2 separate regions of the Capra hircus genome follow, and region 2 is linked to region 1. Evidence: chromatin contacts called from public Hi-C data. All regions are on one chromosome and are shown on one strand. The core of a region is the stretch at or near the end of the contact, and the rest is flanking DNA. Distances in the headings are between cores, read along the strand shown. Region 1 overlaps IFNAR1 (interferon alpha/beta receptor 1). Region 2 has its middle 32 kb from the start of IFNAR2.

Region 1 (6,964 bases), core at 1,437-3,936:
CAGTCAGGGTGTCAGCCGGGTCTGCTGTGTCATCCAGGCTGTCTCGTGGTGTCTCCTAAGCTCACGTGGTGGTTGGTAGAATCCATTTCTGGCAGCTATAGAACGCATGGTGGCGTGCTGCCTCAGAGGCCGTCAATAGAGACAATCTCTGCCCCCTAGACCCTCCTTTAAAGCCTCATCTGATCAGGTCAGGCCCAACCAGGATAGGCTTTCATGTGATAACTCAAAGTCCACTGGCTTGGGACCTTGATTTCATTTGTAAAATCCCTTCACCTTTCAAGTAATGTAACCTGATCGAGAGTTCATGGATTCTGCCTGCTCACACTCAGGGGGAGGGGATGGTGTCAGGCTCATGCACCAGAGGGTAGGAATCTTGGGGGCCAGTTGGAATTTCGCCTACAAGAAGGGGAAGGCCTGGTTCAAGAACAGCAGAACCCTGGGCCTGGCGAGCAGTGAGAGGGAGCCTTGAGTTAACAGGAAGGGGTGAAGTCAGGCTTCGCCTTAGACTCTGCTACAGGCATTCGGGGGCCATTGGGAGTCTGGTGTTGAGCGATAGGTAACATGAGGCCTATGTCCAAGGAGCGTGACAATGGCCACATGGTGTTTGGTGCAGGGGACTGAAGACAACGGAGCCCACTCGCAGGCTGCCGTGGTTCCGGGCTTGAACTGACAGGCTTGGAGCCGTTGGTCTCAGAGCAGTCCGTTAATCTATCCAGACGCGCTCTGACTGTTCAGACTCACTCTCAGAACCCTGGTATGTGTCTTAGCCCTGACCCATGGGTATGCTGGTACACGTCTAGCAGCTGGCCTTCCAGAAGAGAAAAGCTTTACTTTAGTGTTTGCTGGGTTTTATAACACAGTTAATCCTGCTGTGGAGAAGGCAATGGCACCCCACTCCAGTATCTTGCCTGGAAAATCCCATGAATGGAGGAGCCTGGTAGGCTGCAGTCCATGGGGTCGCTAAGAGTTGGGCACGACTGAGCGACTTCACTTTCACTTTTCACTTTCATGCATTGGAGAAGGCAATGGCAACCCACTCCAGTGTTCTTGCCTGGCGAATCCCAGGGACGGGGGAGCCTGGTGGGCTCCCGTCTATGGGGTCGCACAGAATTGGACACGACTGAAGCGGCTCAGCAGCAGCAGCAGCAACCCTACTGTGGCCACTTTCAGGCTCCCAGCAGCGTGTCTGTCCACTGGACCTGGAGTTGGGAAGAGGCACAGTAAGCCCTCCATCATATTCCACTGTTCAGACACTATAGATGTAAATAGCATTGAGCATAGATAAAATGTAGGGAAAACAGTTAGGAGAAGATGAGTTTTGCATTTTTTATCACTTTAGTTTTTAATACAACACATTTATTTGTAAGTTTATGTAACTTTTAACAGTGAGTGCATTTACCAGCTAGCTGGTAGCATTCCTGAAAATTTAGCAGTTGTTTTTGTGCACCAGCTTGAGCCAACCCTTCACACTACTTCTTTATCACACGCTTGAGCAAGGTCTTTGGTTTTCTTTTGTGAACACATCTTTTCCACTGTCCTGTGAGTTTCTCAAGAGTGAGGACCGTTTACCTCTGTAACTTTGGCCCCTAACAGAATGTCTGGCCTATTGCAGGTGCTCAGTACATGTTTACTGAACGTGTTTGGAATGAAAAATATCTTTTTGTCTTAAAGTGCCTTTTTAAAAAAGATTCCTGGGAATCATTCAAACAAATGGAAACAAATACCAAACTGTGAAAATGTCACAGCTACCCACTGTGTCTTTCCTCGAGATATTTTCTCAAGGGGAATTTACTATGTCCGTGTACGAGCATCTAATGGAAATGGTACCTCTTTTTGGTCTGAAGAGAAGGAATTTAATACGGAAGTGAAACGTAAGCCAATAGTTTTTGTTTTACTTTGTGATTCTCCAATTATGAATTCTTAGGATTGTTTTGTAGTCTAATTTGAATTTTGTGTCTTTACACATTTTTTTCCTAGCTATCATATTTCCTCCAGTCATCAGCATGAAATCCATTACTGATGATTCACTGCATGTCAGTGTCAGTGCTTCAGAAGAGTCTGAAAACATGTCTGTCAATCAGCTCTACCCACTAGTTTATGAAGTAATTTTTTGGGAAAACACTTCAAATGCTGAGGTAAAAAGACTGTGTAGTATAGGTTTATAACTTAGAGTTGTGACTATGATTTGGGTAAGCAAAGCTTGAAGTTAAAATTGCTGGGAAATTGTTATATGATTAACTCAGATATTTTCTATAGGAAGAAATGGGCGTTTCATGTTTTACTTGGTGAGAGTTACGGTCAGCTGCGTCTGGGCCTCCAGTTAGTTGCTGTTGGTTTGGGGGAATTTCTTGGCCTCGCCAAGTGGCATGCAGAAACTTAGTTCCCTGACCAGGGAAGGGAGCTCACCTGCCCTGCAGTGGAAGCACGAGGTCCTAGCCACTGGACCACCAGGAAAGTGGCCCCAGCTAGTTTCTAAGCTTCAGATCCTGAGTTCATTTGTACTCAGTTAGAACCTCTGAGGGTAGAGCTCAGGAGTTTTTATCATGATCCTCAGGGATTCATGAACCAGGGTTTCTCAACACTGCTGACATTTGGGTTGGACGGTTAGTTGCAGGAGCTGCCTTGTGCATTATAGGATGGCCAGTAAGGCCCCTCCCCACTGCTCACTAGGTGCTGGTAGCCCTCCCTCCCAGGTGTGACAACCCAGACTACCTCCCTGTAGTGCCAGACATTGGGGCACCTCCACGAGGACAAAGACTGGCTTTTAGGGGACAAAAGACTCTTAGCTGTGATCATGGTTTGTGGCCCTAAAATTCAGAAACCGCTGACAGGCTAATGCACATCAGATAGTCCACATTATTCCTGGGTCACTTTTCCCTGTGGAATTACTGTCAGGGAATCAGCCTTTAAAAACCTGCTACAGTTAAGTTGGTGAATTTTCAAACTTCATTTTCTGTTGAAAATCCAAGAAAAGTCCAGTGATTTGGATACTTTGATTTTAACTATCTGAAGACTCTGCACAGTTTAGCCCTGTTGAGTATTGTGGTTAGTTCTAAGTCCTCCCTAGATCTGGAAAACCTAAATTTGTGTCTCAGAGTACCAAATGGTGTAAGCTTAGGCAAGGTGCTTGACCACTGAAACTCATTTCCTCTTTTCTAAAGTGGCGGGAGTCATAGCAACTTAATTTTTTTTTGAACAGATGTTTTTAAGGTTTAAAAGGAGGTAGTGTTTATGGAAATACCTACTGCATTGCCTGACAAATAGAGATTCAATAACCTTTGTTTGCCATCCTATCTTATGCTGGGTAAGACATCAATAATTACAGTCATAATAACAGCTCATATTTATTGGATACTTATTGTGTATTGGGTGCCGGCGCTAAGTATTTTACATGAATTGTCTCAATTGGTCTTCCAAACAACCCTGCCAGACAGTTGGATCGATTAAATTACTCTTCAGAAAATACTTGGGATGGAGTATCCATTACTGCTTCGCTGATGCTGGGCCGTAGGCAGTGAAACGTGAGTGGATGTGGTATGACTGAGGCCTTAAGTGCACCTGTGGGGTTTGGCTTGGCTCTTGCGCTTCTCCCATTTGCCAAGAGGAAAGCAAGCTCCACGCGGTCTGTGGGCCAAGGCGGATGAGAGGCTGTAGAGCACACCTGAACGTGACCCACAGCCTCAGAGAGCTCCCCCAGCCAATCCGCTCACGATCTGCTCACGATCCGCTCAGAGCAACAAAAACAAACGTTCTGTATACATGTATATGCGTGGCTGAGTCCCTTTGCTGTCCACCTGAAACTCTCACAGCACTGTTAATTGGCTGTACCCCAATACAAAATAAAAAGTTTAATTCTTTTAAAAAAAAAGAAAAATGTGTTTTGAGCCACAGGCTGTTTCGTTACACAGCAGTGCAGTGTTACTTTGCTGTACTTGCTCTGTTTTGTTACACCACAGTAACAAAACAATAGCAATAGCTAGCTGACTAAGACAAATAGGAGTAGTAATTGTCCTCACTTTACAGATCTGGGAATAGGGCCCGGGGAAATTAAATAACTTGCCTAAGACTACATAGCTATAAGTAACATCTTGATACAGGCAGTTTGAGACCAGACCCCGCCCCCTGCACTTAATTGTTCTGCCACTAACCAGAGGTAACACGATGGTAATTCAGCCAAATCTGCATGTACTGATAAAATAACTTCGAGTTGTCTTAGGACTATATGGTATTCTTTTGGCAGGAGCATGTTTCACTTTTGAGTTTGGTAATGGTGTGTTGTCCAAAATAAATTAATATTTCTTAAAATATACCAACCGAGTGTTTGGGAGAGGCTAATCTTAGAATGAATATTTAAGGAATTCAGGAAACAGATATTCCCTCTATGATTTCTTGGGGTTCTAAATTTTATCAATGATTTACTTATTTTTTTTATAGAGAAAAGTTCTAGAGAAAAGAACCGATTTTACCTTTCCTAACTTGAAACCGCTGACTGTGTATTGTGTCAAAGCCAGAGCACTCATTGAAAATGACAGGCGGAATAAAGGGAGCAGTTTCAGTGATACTGTGTGTAAGAAAACAAAACCAGGTCAGGATCTTTTATTTTACTTTTTCTTTTTTAATGTCGCCAGATTTAACAAAAAATAACCAATTCATTGAAAACTGTAAAATATTTGTGTTTTACCACAAAAATATAGAGAATATTTTCTTAATGGACCATTTAAGTCAAAATCAGACCTTTACACTGACCTTCACAAAACTTCACACTGAGTTTTAGAAAATATTTTCAATACTCAACTTAGTTCAATGGTTTTTGCATGCTTTATATTTCATGCATACCCACATAATTAATTTCTTTTGTTACTCTTAGAATTTAATGAGACTTTTATTTTTTATATAACCTTTGATATAATTATCATGTGGAAATCCCTTAGTTGTGAATTTTTTATGTTATTGATATTATTTAACAATGTAAATTTCCTTTCACATGGCTGTATTTCTTTCACACAAACTGTCAGCAGTCTTAATATATTTGTGTGTCAAAACCTATATTGATGCTAAACACCATTTATTTCTTTTTAGGAAACACTTCCAAAACCTGGCTTATAGCTGGAATTTGCACTGCATTGTTTTCTATTCCTGTGGTCATTTATGTTGTGAGAGTCTTCTTGAGATGTGTCAAATATGTGTTCTTTCCATCAAGTAAACCTCCTTCCTCTGTTGACGAGGTAGGTTACTTTTCTTGGTCAACAGCTAGCTGGATTTTTCTGAAAATAAAAGGGAAATATATTTGATTGCAACAGAATAGAAATGTGTTCCTGATAGTCAAAAAATAATACAGACTGACCTGGGTTTTTTTCCTTCAGAGTTTTAGAAAACTGACTTCAGAAGCAGTCATGTAATAGAATGTAGCATGGAATAGAAGAATGTGTCCTTAATCCCATGTTTTTCTGGCAGTTTGGCTGCTGTGGCACTTGTTTTACCACCTATATTCCCAAAAAGGTTAAAACATTGTCGCCAGTGCAAAAACTTTTTTCTGTAGATGAAATCACAGAAAACGAGGTAGAGAAACACGCTTTTCCTCTCGCAGCACCTCGGTGTTTTGGCTGGCACGTCCGTGTGGCTGGCATAGTTAGTGGAAGCACGGCGCGATGACCGTCAGCGTGGGCGCTGTCCGGGGGTGGCGTCTGCACCTGGAGTGGCTCCCGCGCTGCCTGCCTTGCTTCAGGTTCTCAGGCTGTGGAGCCAGAGGCCAGAAGGTGGCTCACTGACGGGCTGTAGTGTATTTCACTGACTGGCTGTGAACATGCGCGGCTCAGTTGTGAGCACTTGCACAAGTGCCCGTAGCTGTAAAGCAGCGCCAGCAGCGCCATCCCGTAGAACTGTGAGGGGCGAGGGCGGGAGACCAGAAAGACCCGCCGCTGTGCCAGCACTCTGTCCAGGTGAGCTGTTTCACCCTCTTATCCCTGAGTTTTCTAGTGTTGTTTCTATGTGCTCTTCTATTCAGAGCTGTTATTTAAAGAACTTTAAGACTAGCAAGTTACTCTTAGCGGAACTGGGAAAAAGTTAACTTCTCCCTTGTGCTCCTTCTGGATGTTTTCGGATTGGGTACCAACATTTTTATTATTTCACAATAAAATGTCCCCAGTCCCAGTGCCCTCCCATTCCTTCCTTACCCACCACGCCCTTCCACCCCCTACCCCTCACAGCACAGTGGACTTTCTTAGAGACTGTTTGGATAATTTCCCCAAAGCAGTACTGAGATGTTCGTGACCTCACTGGTGGTGGTTTTTTTCTAGACACGATAGTGCAGTGGATGCGCTCTTTTTAATACGCATGTCAAAAGATAGGATTTCTAGATAAAGGATTTAAGAAACTGAAGCTTATTGGAACTCGGAAACCACTTTTTGTTCTTTTAAATAATCTATTTCTGTTCTTTCCCTTTTGAATTAGCATTTCTCTGATCAGCCACTAAGGAATCTACTCCTCTCCACTTCTGAGGAACAGACGGAAAGGTGTTTTGTAATTGAAAATGCAAGCATTATTACTGAGATAGAAGAGACTAATGAAGCTGATGAAGTTCACGAAGAGTACAATTCCCAAGCTAGTCAAGATTCAGGAAACTATTCGAATGAAGATGAAAACAGTGGAAGCAAAATAAGTGAAGAGTTTCTGCAGCAGGACAGTGTGTGACCAGGAATGACCCCTGAAACATTAGGGAGTCTTACAAGAGTCAGAATGGGAGCCTGGGCTTTTTGCTCTTCTCAGTAACTCTCAAAAGAAGATTGCCCATGTCAGGGAAGAAAAAGCATCTTCAGATCGCAGGTCCTAAAAATACAGGCAAGCATTCACTATTTAAAATGAATTTCAGGAAGTTTTCTGCGTCCTTTGCTGTGTGTCAAGTCTTGAAAGGCCTGTCATTGGACCTGCCTCGGATGAGAGGCGTTAAGTCCAGAAGATCCCCTCT
Region 2 (6,964 bases), core at 1,346-3,845, 190 kb before region 1:
AACCAAAGGATGGGCATCGTCCCGGGGACTGAGCAAACCCACGTCCCCACACATGGCCTCGAGCCCCGCATGCCGTTCCCGAGTCTGCTCTGAGGGAGCTGCTGCCTTAGACAATTGTCCAAGGTGAAAGGCTTCCCCACACCGCAACCCCTCCGCCTCCCCTCCCAAGCCTTGCCTTAGAGACGACTGTCTCCGGTAAACCTGCCCAGCCCCTCACAGCTGGAAGTTGCTCCCATTTTTCCAGGCTCATGTCACCCTGTGTTTCTCCCTAGTTCGCCTCATCACGATTACGACACGTGTGTGCGTGTAATTGTCCTCCCCATGAGCATGTAAGTTCCCAGAAAGAAGGATGTGTGTCTGTCATGCTTACTGCCATAACTGCTGCATGTGGGCTGCACTCAGTAAATGCTTCCTGAATCCGTGGGTGGTGGAACGGATGGGAGGCTCAAGTCAGGACTCATTAGAAGCTTCCTTATTCTTCCAAGGAGAATAGCTTGACCACACTCCTCACTCCACGCAGACTGGGCATGCCAGGCGGTCCCCATTCGAAATGTTGAGTCTACGTATCAGACAGGGTCATGGAGGCTGAGCCTGGACAGGTTCTGGGCTTTCACCCTCTGTTTTCTTATTTGCTCTCTGAACAACAGAAGATAACTCTCACTTTGCAGAAATAATCTACAACAGCCAAGTGACCACCCATGCTTGGAACAGAGGCTGCCAACCGTTTCCATTTCATGGAGTCTGGTCACTATTCGCTTATTTTAAAATTATTAATTGGACACCTACCACGTGATACCAGTCTAGGGGCTGATCTTTCCATTCTCTTGGTAGCTTTCGGGAACACAATTTGCTTGGGTTGCCCTCTGTTTTGTAGCCATGGAAGGGATGGAGACTTTCACCCTCTAACTGTGATGTACCTGACTTAGACTCCAGACTTGCTGTCTCATTTGTACAACTTGTCCACGATAAGGAGGGTGAGGTCACTAGAATGAATCTGACTTACAAGGAATGTGTGTTGAACAATCACAAACCATGGCCAGACAGTGATTTCCTGCATAGTAGAGAGTACTTGCTTGAGGACTATTTCTAGGAGCACTACCTAGGTTAAAGATTTGCAGTTTCATAAAGGAAGTACTAGAAAAAGATTTTGTGTGATTACAAACTGATCTTTAATGGACACCCCAAACGGCCACATCTTCCGTAAGGGGTTGGTGCATAGTCTTTCCCTCCAACTCCATCCTCCCGAGCCTGCCCAGGCCACCCAGCCCCTCCCCCAGGGCCTCCCCACCCCTTCCTCCACAGCCAGCACGATAGGAAACCCCCATCCCCAGCTGCTGAATTTTTAATAGCACACCTACTCATTTTTTGGGCTGCAAAATCACTGCAGATAGTGACTGCAGCCATGAAATTAAAAGACGCTTACTCCTTGGAAGGAAAGTTGTGACCAACATAGACAGCATATTAAAAAGCAGAGACATTACTTTGTCAATAAAGGTCCGTCTAGTCAAGGCTATGGTTTTTCCAGTAGTCATGTATGGATGTGAGAGTTGGACTATAAAGAAAGCTGAGCACAGAAGAATTGATGCTTTTGAACTGTGGTGTTGGAGAAGACTCTTGAGAATCCCTTGGACTGCAAGGAGATCCAATCAGTCCATCCTAAAGGAAATCAGTCCTGGGTGTTCATTGGAAGTACTGATGTTGAAGCTAAAACTCCAAAATTTTGGCCACCTCATTCAAAGAGCTGACTCATTTGAAAAGACCCTGATGCTGGGAAAGATTGAGGGCAGGAGGAGAAGGGGACGACAGATGATGAGATGGCTGGATGGCATCACTGACTCAATGGACGTGAGTTTGGGTGGACTCCGGGAGTTGGTGATGGACAGGGAGACCTGGCGTGCTGCAATTCATGGAGCCACAAAGAGTCAGACACGACTGAGTGACTGAACTGAACTGAACTGAACTTCCAGGTGAAGGAATCTGTAAAGAATTCGATGCTGCTGCTGCTGCTGCTAAGTCGCTTCAGTCACGTCCGACTCTGTGCGACCCCATAGACGGCAGCCCACCAGGCTCCGCCGTCCCTGGGATTCTCCAGGCAAGAACACTGGAGTAGGTTGCCATTTCCTTCTCCAATGCATGAAAGTGAAAAGTGAAAGTGAAGTCACTCAGTCTGACCGACCCTCAGCGACCCCATGGACTGAAACCTACCAGGCTCCTCCATCCATGGGACTTTCCAGGCAGGAGCACTGGAGTGAGTTGCCATTGCTTTCTCCAAAGAATTGGATGAGGATTCTATATTCTTGATTCTATAAAGGATGCTGAAAAGAAGCATCTAAATACTTGGTTCTTAATTCTATGGTGTCCAAACATGAAATGCATTGTTTTCAGGGCATTTGGTGTTTAACACAGAGAGGGAGCCCTTCCCTAGCTTAAAGGATGCTACAGACACCAACAAGATGGCCACTTAGCCAGCCAGACTGCACAGACGGCGGGCCACAGACTGGGCGGTCTCAACAACAGACATCTATTTGCTCCGTTCCGAAGGCCAGAAGTCTGAAGTTAAGGTGTTGGCAGGGTTGGTTTCCCCTGAGGCCTGTCTCCGTGGCTTGTAGATGACTGTCTACTCCCTGAGTCCTCACGGGGGCTTCCCTGTGCGTGTCCTAACTTCCTCCTATCACGGCACCAGTTGTATTGGATTAGGGCCCAGTCTACTGACTTCATTTTCTCTTAATCACCTCTTCAGAGGCCCTGTTTCTAAACACAGTCACATTCTGACGTCCTAGGGGTTCGGACTTTGACATATGAATTTGGAGCGGGGTGGAGTGGGGTGGGGGGAGGGATACAGTTCAGCCCATAACAGCTAGCCACTCCGCTTTCAGTTTTGTTATTGCCGGGAGAAATATCAATAGCCTCAGATATACAGATGATACCACCCTTATGGCAGAAAGTGAAGAGGAACTAAAAAGCCTCTTGATGAAAGTGAAAGAGGAGAGTGAAAAAGTTGGCTTAAAGCTCAACATTCAGAAAATGAAGTTCATGGCATCTGGTCCCATCACTTCATGGGAAATAGATGGGGAAACAGTGGAAACAGTGTCAGACTTTGTTTTTTTGGGCTCCAAAATCACTGAAGATGGTGATTGCAGCCATGAAATTAAAAGACGCTTACTCCTTGGAAGAAAAGTTGTGACCAATCTAGATAACATATTAAAAACCAGAGACATTACTTTGCCAACTAAGGTCCATCTAGTCAAGGCTATGGTTTTTCCAGTGGTCATGTATGGATGTGAGAGTTGGACTGTGAAGAAGGCTGAGCACCAAAGAATTGATGCTTTTGAACTGTGGTGTTGGAGAAGACTCTTGAGAGTCCCTTGGACTGCAAGGAGAGCCAACCAGTCCATTTTGAAGGAGATCAGCCCTGGGTTTTCTTTGGAAGGAATGATGCTAAAGCTGAAGCTCCAGTACTTTGGCCACCTCATGCGAAGAGTTGACTCATTGGAAAAGACTCTGATGCTGAGAGGGATTGGAGGCAGGAGGAGAAGGGGACAACAGAGGATGAGATGGCTGGATGGCATCACAGACTCGATGGATGTGAGTCTGAGTGAACTCTGGTAGATGGTGATGGATAGGGAGGCCCGGCGTCCTGTGATTCATGGGGTTGCAAAGAGTCGGACATGACTGAGTGACTGAACTGAACTGAAAAATACTTTTAATATTTTAATACATTATTAAACTATATCTCTTTATACATTACATATGTATTACATATGGATGCACGCTAAGTCACTTTAGTTGTGTCTGACTCTGTTTGACCCCATGGACTGTAGCCCACCAGCCTCCCCTGTCATGGGGTTTCCCAGGCAAGAATACTGCCGTGGGATGCCATGCCCTTCTCCAGAGGATCTTCCCAACACAGAGATCAAACCCACATCCCCTGCACCTCCTCCATTACAGGCAGATTCTTCACTGCTGAGCCACCAGGGAAGACCGTATGTTATATATATTACATATTACATATTCATTTTGTTTGTATGACGTATGCATGCGTACATGCTAAGTCGCTTCAGTTGACTCGGTGTGACTATCGACCGCAGCCTGCCAGGCTCCTCTGTCCATGGGATTCTTAAGCCAAGAATACAAGCAGGTTGCCGTGCCCTCCTCCAGGGATTCTCCCTGACCCAGGGATCGAGCCTGCATCTATTCAGCCTACTTCATTTGCAGGTGGGTTTTTACCATTAAGGCCACCTGGGAAGCACACATAATATATATTAAAAATAAATATGTGCATTAAAATTTTCATTGCTCTCTAGAAATTAAATCACCTATGTTGTTTTTACTCCCATAATGATGAACCTGTGGTTCAAAGGTCTTCACCCCACCGCCATATTGGCAAGCATCAATGGTGCACTCAAATTAATAGAAAGCCCAGACCCAGTCACTCTTAGGAAAGCCACGCAAGTTCCCATATCTAAAGATATGGAAGAAAGTTAGTAAGTTCAGGACACAAGCAGGGCAGCTGGCAGTCATCTGCAGAGGCCCAGTCAGGTTCCTGACTCACCAAATGGGGAGTTGCAGATGGTAAGGCCAGAGTGGTAAGCGCCGCTCTGGACATCCTCAAGCCCAGTCTCAGGGACTCTCTCCTCCCTCCCAATTCCCCCTTCCCCACCCCTGCTCCCCTCAAGGCTGGGAGAGTTCTGCTGCTTGGCTAGCCTGGGGTGACACAAGAAGCTTCACTGAGCCTGGGGTGGCCTCATTAATCCTGCAGTTAGACAATAGCAACCTGCCTACAATGGAGCACCCTTGCTCCCCAGGCGAATGGAGTCCTGTCCAATAACACACCCTTGGTTCAGAGCCTCTGAGAGGGAACAAGGGCAGGGGCAGGTGTCCTGGGCGGTCAGGCTAACTGGTCCCTAGGCCCACTTTGGGTCCCACCCTGCCACCTTAAACTGTGGTCTACACAGTCTAAAGAGTTAGCTTAAGGATGGCAAATGCCTCCAAAATCGTCTTCCTAAGCAATCAGTTCATTGCAGACAAATGTCATTAGAAAGATTCTGTATACATGGCTTTATGCCTCCATGTATCAGAGACTTTATGCAAAATACACCATTACCAGGGGCTTTCCTGGTGGCTCAGACAGTAAAGCATCTGCCTGCAATGAGGGAGACCTGGGTTCAATCCCTGGGTTGAGAAGATCCCCTGCAGAAGGAAATGGCAACCCACTCCAGTATTCTTGCCTGGAAAATCCTATGGATGGAGGAACGTGGTAGGCTACAGTCCATGGGGTCGCAAAGAGTCAGATATGACTGAGCAACTTCACTTTCACTTTCACTACTAATATCCCAAATACAACCTGAAAAGAACAATCCTCTGCTAAAAGTAGGCATGGTGCTCAGCTTTGCCTCTTTGTGACCCCATGGACTATATATAGCCCACCAGGCTCCTCTGTCCACATGATTTTTCAGACAAGAATACTAGAGTGGGTTGCCATTTCCTTCTCCAGGGGATCTTAGGATTCTTTGCTAAAAGTGTACTTGGTTTACCATAAGGTTACTTGTAATTTACCTCAGATGACCATTATATCTACTACTGTGGGCAGGAATCCCTCAGAAGAAATGGAGTAGCCATCATGGTCAACAAAAGAGTCTGAAATGCAGTACTTGGATGCAATCTCAAAAACGACAGAATGATCTCTGTTCGTCTCCAAGGCAAACCATTCAATATCACAGTTATCCAAGTCTATGCCCCAACCAGTAACACTAAAGAAACTGAAGTTGAACGGTTTTATAAAGACCTACAAGATCTTTTAGAAGTAACACCCAAAAAAGATGTCCTTTTCATTATAGGGGACTGGAATGCAAAAGTAGGAAGTCAAGAAACACCTGGAGTAACAGGCAAATTTGGCCTTGGAATGTGGAATGAAGCAGGGCAAAGACTAATAGAGTTTTCCAAGAAAATGCACTGGTCATAGAAAACACCCTCTTCCAACAACACAAGAGAAGACTCTACATATGGACATCACCAGATGGTCAGCACCGAAATCAGATTGATTATATTCTTTGCAGCCAAAGATGGAGAAGCTCTATACAGTCAACAAAAACAAGACTGGGAGCTGACTGTGGCTCAGATCATGAACTCCTTATTGCCAAATTCAGACTTAAATTGAAGAAAGTAGGGAAAACCGCTAGACCATTCAGGTATGACCTAAATCAAATCCCTTATGATTATACAGTGGAAGTGAGAAATAGATTTAAGGGCCTAGATCTGATAGATAGAGTGCTTGATGAACTATGGAATGAGGTTCGTGACATTGTACAGGAGACAGGAATCAAGACCATCCCCATGGAAAAGAAATGCAAAAAAGAAAAATGGCTGTCTGGGGAGGCCTTACAAATAGCTGTGAAAAGAAGAGAGGTGAAAAGCAAAGGACAAATGGAAAGATATAAGCATCTCAATGCAGAGTTCCAAAGAATAGCAAGAAGAGATAAGAAAGCCTTCCTCAGGGATCAAAGCAAAGAAATAGAGGAAAACAACAGAATGGGAAAGACTAGAGATCTCTTCAAGAAAATTAGAGATACCAAGGGAACATTTCATGCAAAGATGGGCTCGATAAAGGACAGAAATGGTCTGCACCTAACAGAAGCAGAAGATATTAAGAAGAGGTGGCAAGAATACACGGAAGAACTGTACAAAAAAGATCTTCACGACCAAGATAATCATGATGATGTGATCACTCATCTAGAGCCAGACATCCTGGAATGTGAAGTCAAGTGGGCCTTAGAAAGCATCACTACGAACAAAGCTATTGGAGGAGATGGAATTCCAGTGGAGCTGTTTCAAATCCTGAAAGATGATGCTGTGAAAGTGCTGCACTCAATATGCCAGCAAATTTGGAAAACTCAGCAGTGGTCATAGGACTGGAAAAGGTCAGTTTTCATTCCAATCCCAAAGAAAGGCAATGCCAAAGAATGCT

What was found. A called contact is a pair of places that touch in the nucleus more often than the background predicts.
Region 2: a contact with region 1 is called in a Hi-C map of blood, with 7 times the contacts expected there. The contact joins two enhancer-like sites. A contact is called at or near these places in 3 of 5 Hi-C or Micro-C datasets (blood and liver).

The regions. Positions count from the first base shown.
Region 1 is chr1:627,188-634,151 of ARS1.2, reverse strand. IFNAR1 (interferon alpha/beta receptor 1) reads left to right here. Exons shown (of 11, transcript XM_018046572.1): 7 at 1,672-1,871; 8 at 1,978-2,135; 9 at 4,435-4,585; 10 at 5,080-5,225; 11 at 6,451-6,964. The coding sequence ends at 6,690. Among named protein-coding and RNA genes, the nearest start is that of IFNAR1, 22 kb to the left of the region's middle. Within about 2 kb of position 2,686, at least 1 of the 5 cell types and tissues checked has an H3K27ac peak or open chromatin away from gene starts, as enhancers often do.
Region 2 is chr1:820,597-827,560 of ARS1.2, reverse strand. No RefSeq gene overlaps it. Among named protein-coding and RNA genes, the nearest start is that of IFNAR2, 32 kb to the right of the region's middle. Within about 2 kb of position 2,595, at least 2 of the 5 cell types and tissues checked have an H3K27ac peak or open chromatin away from gene starts, as enhancers often do.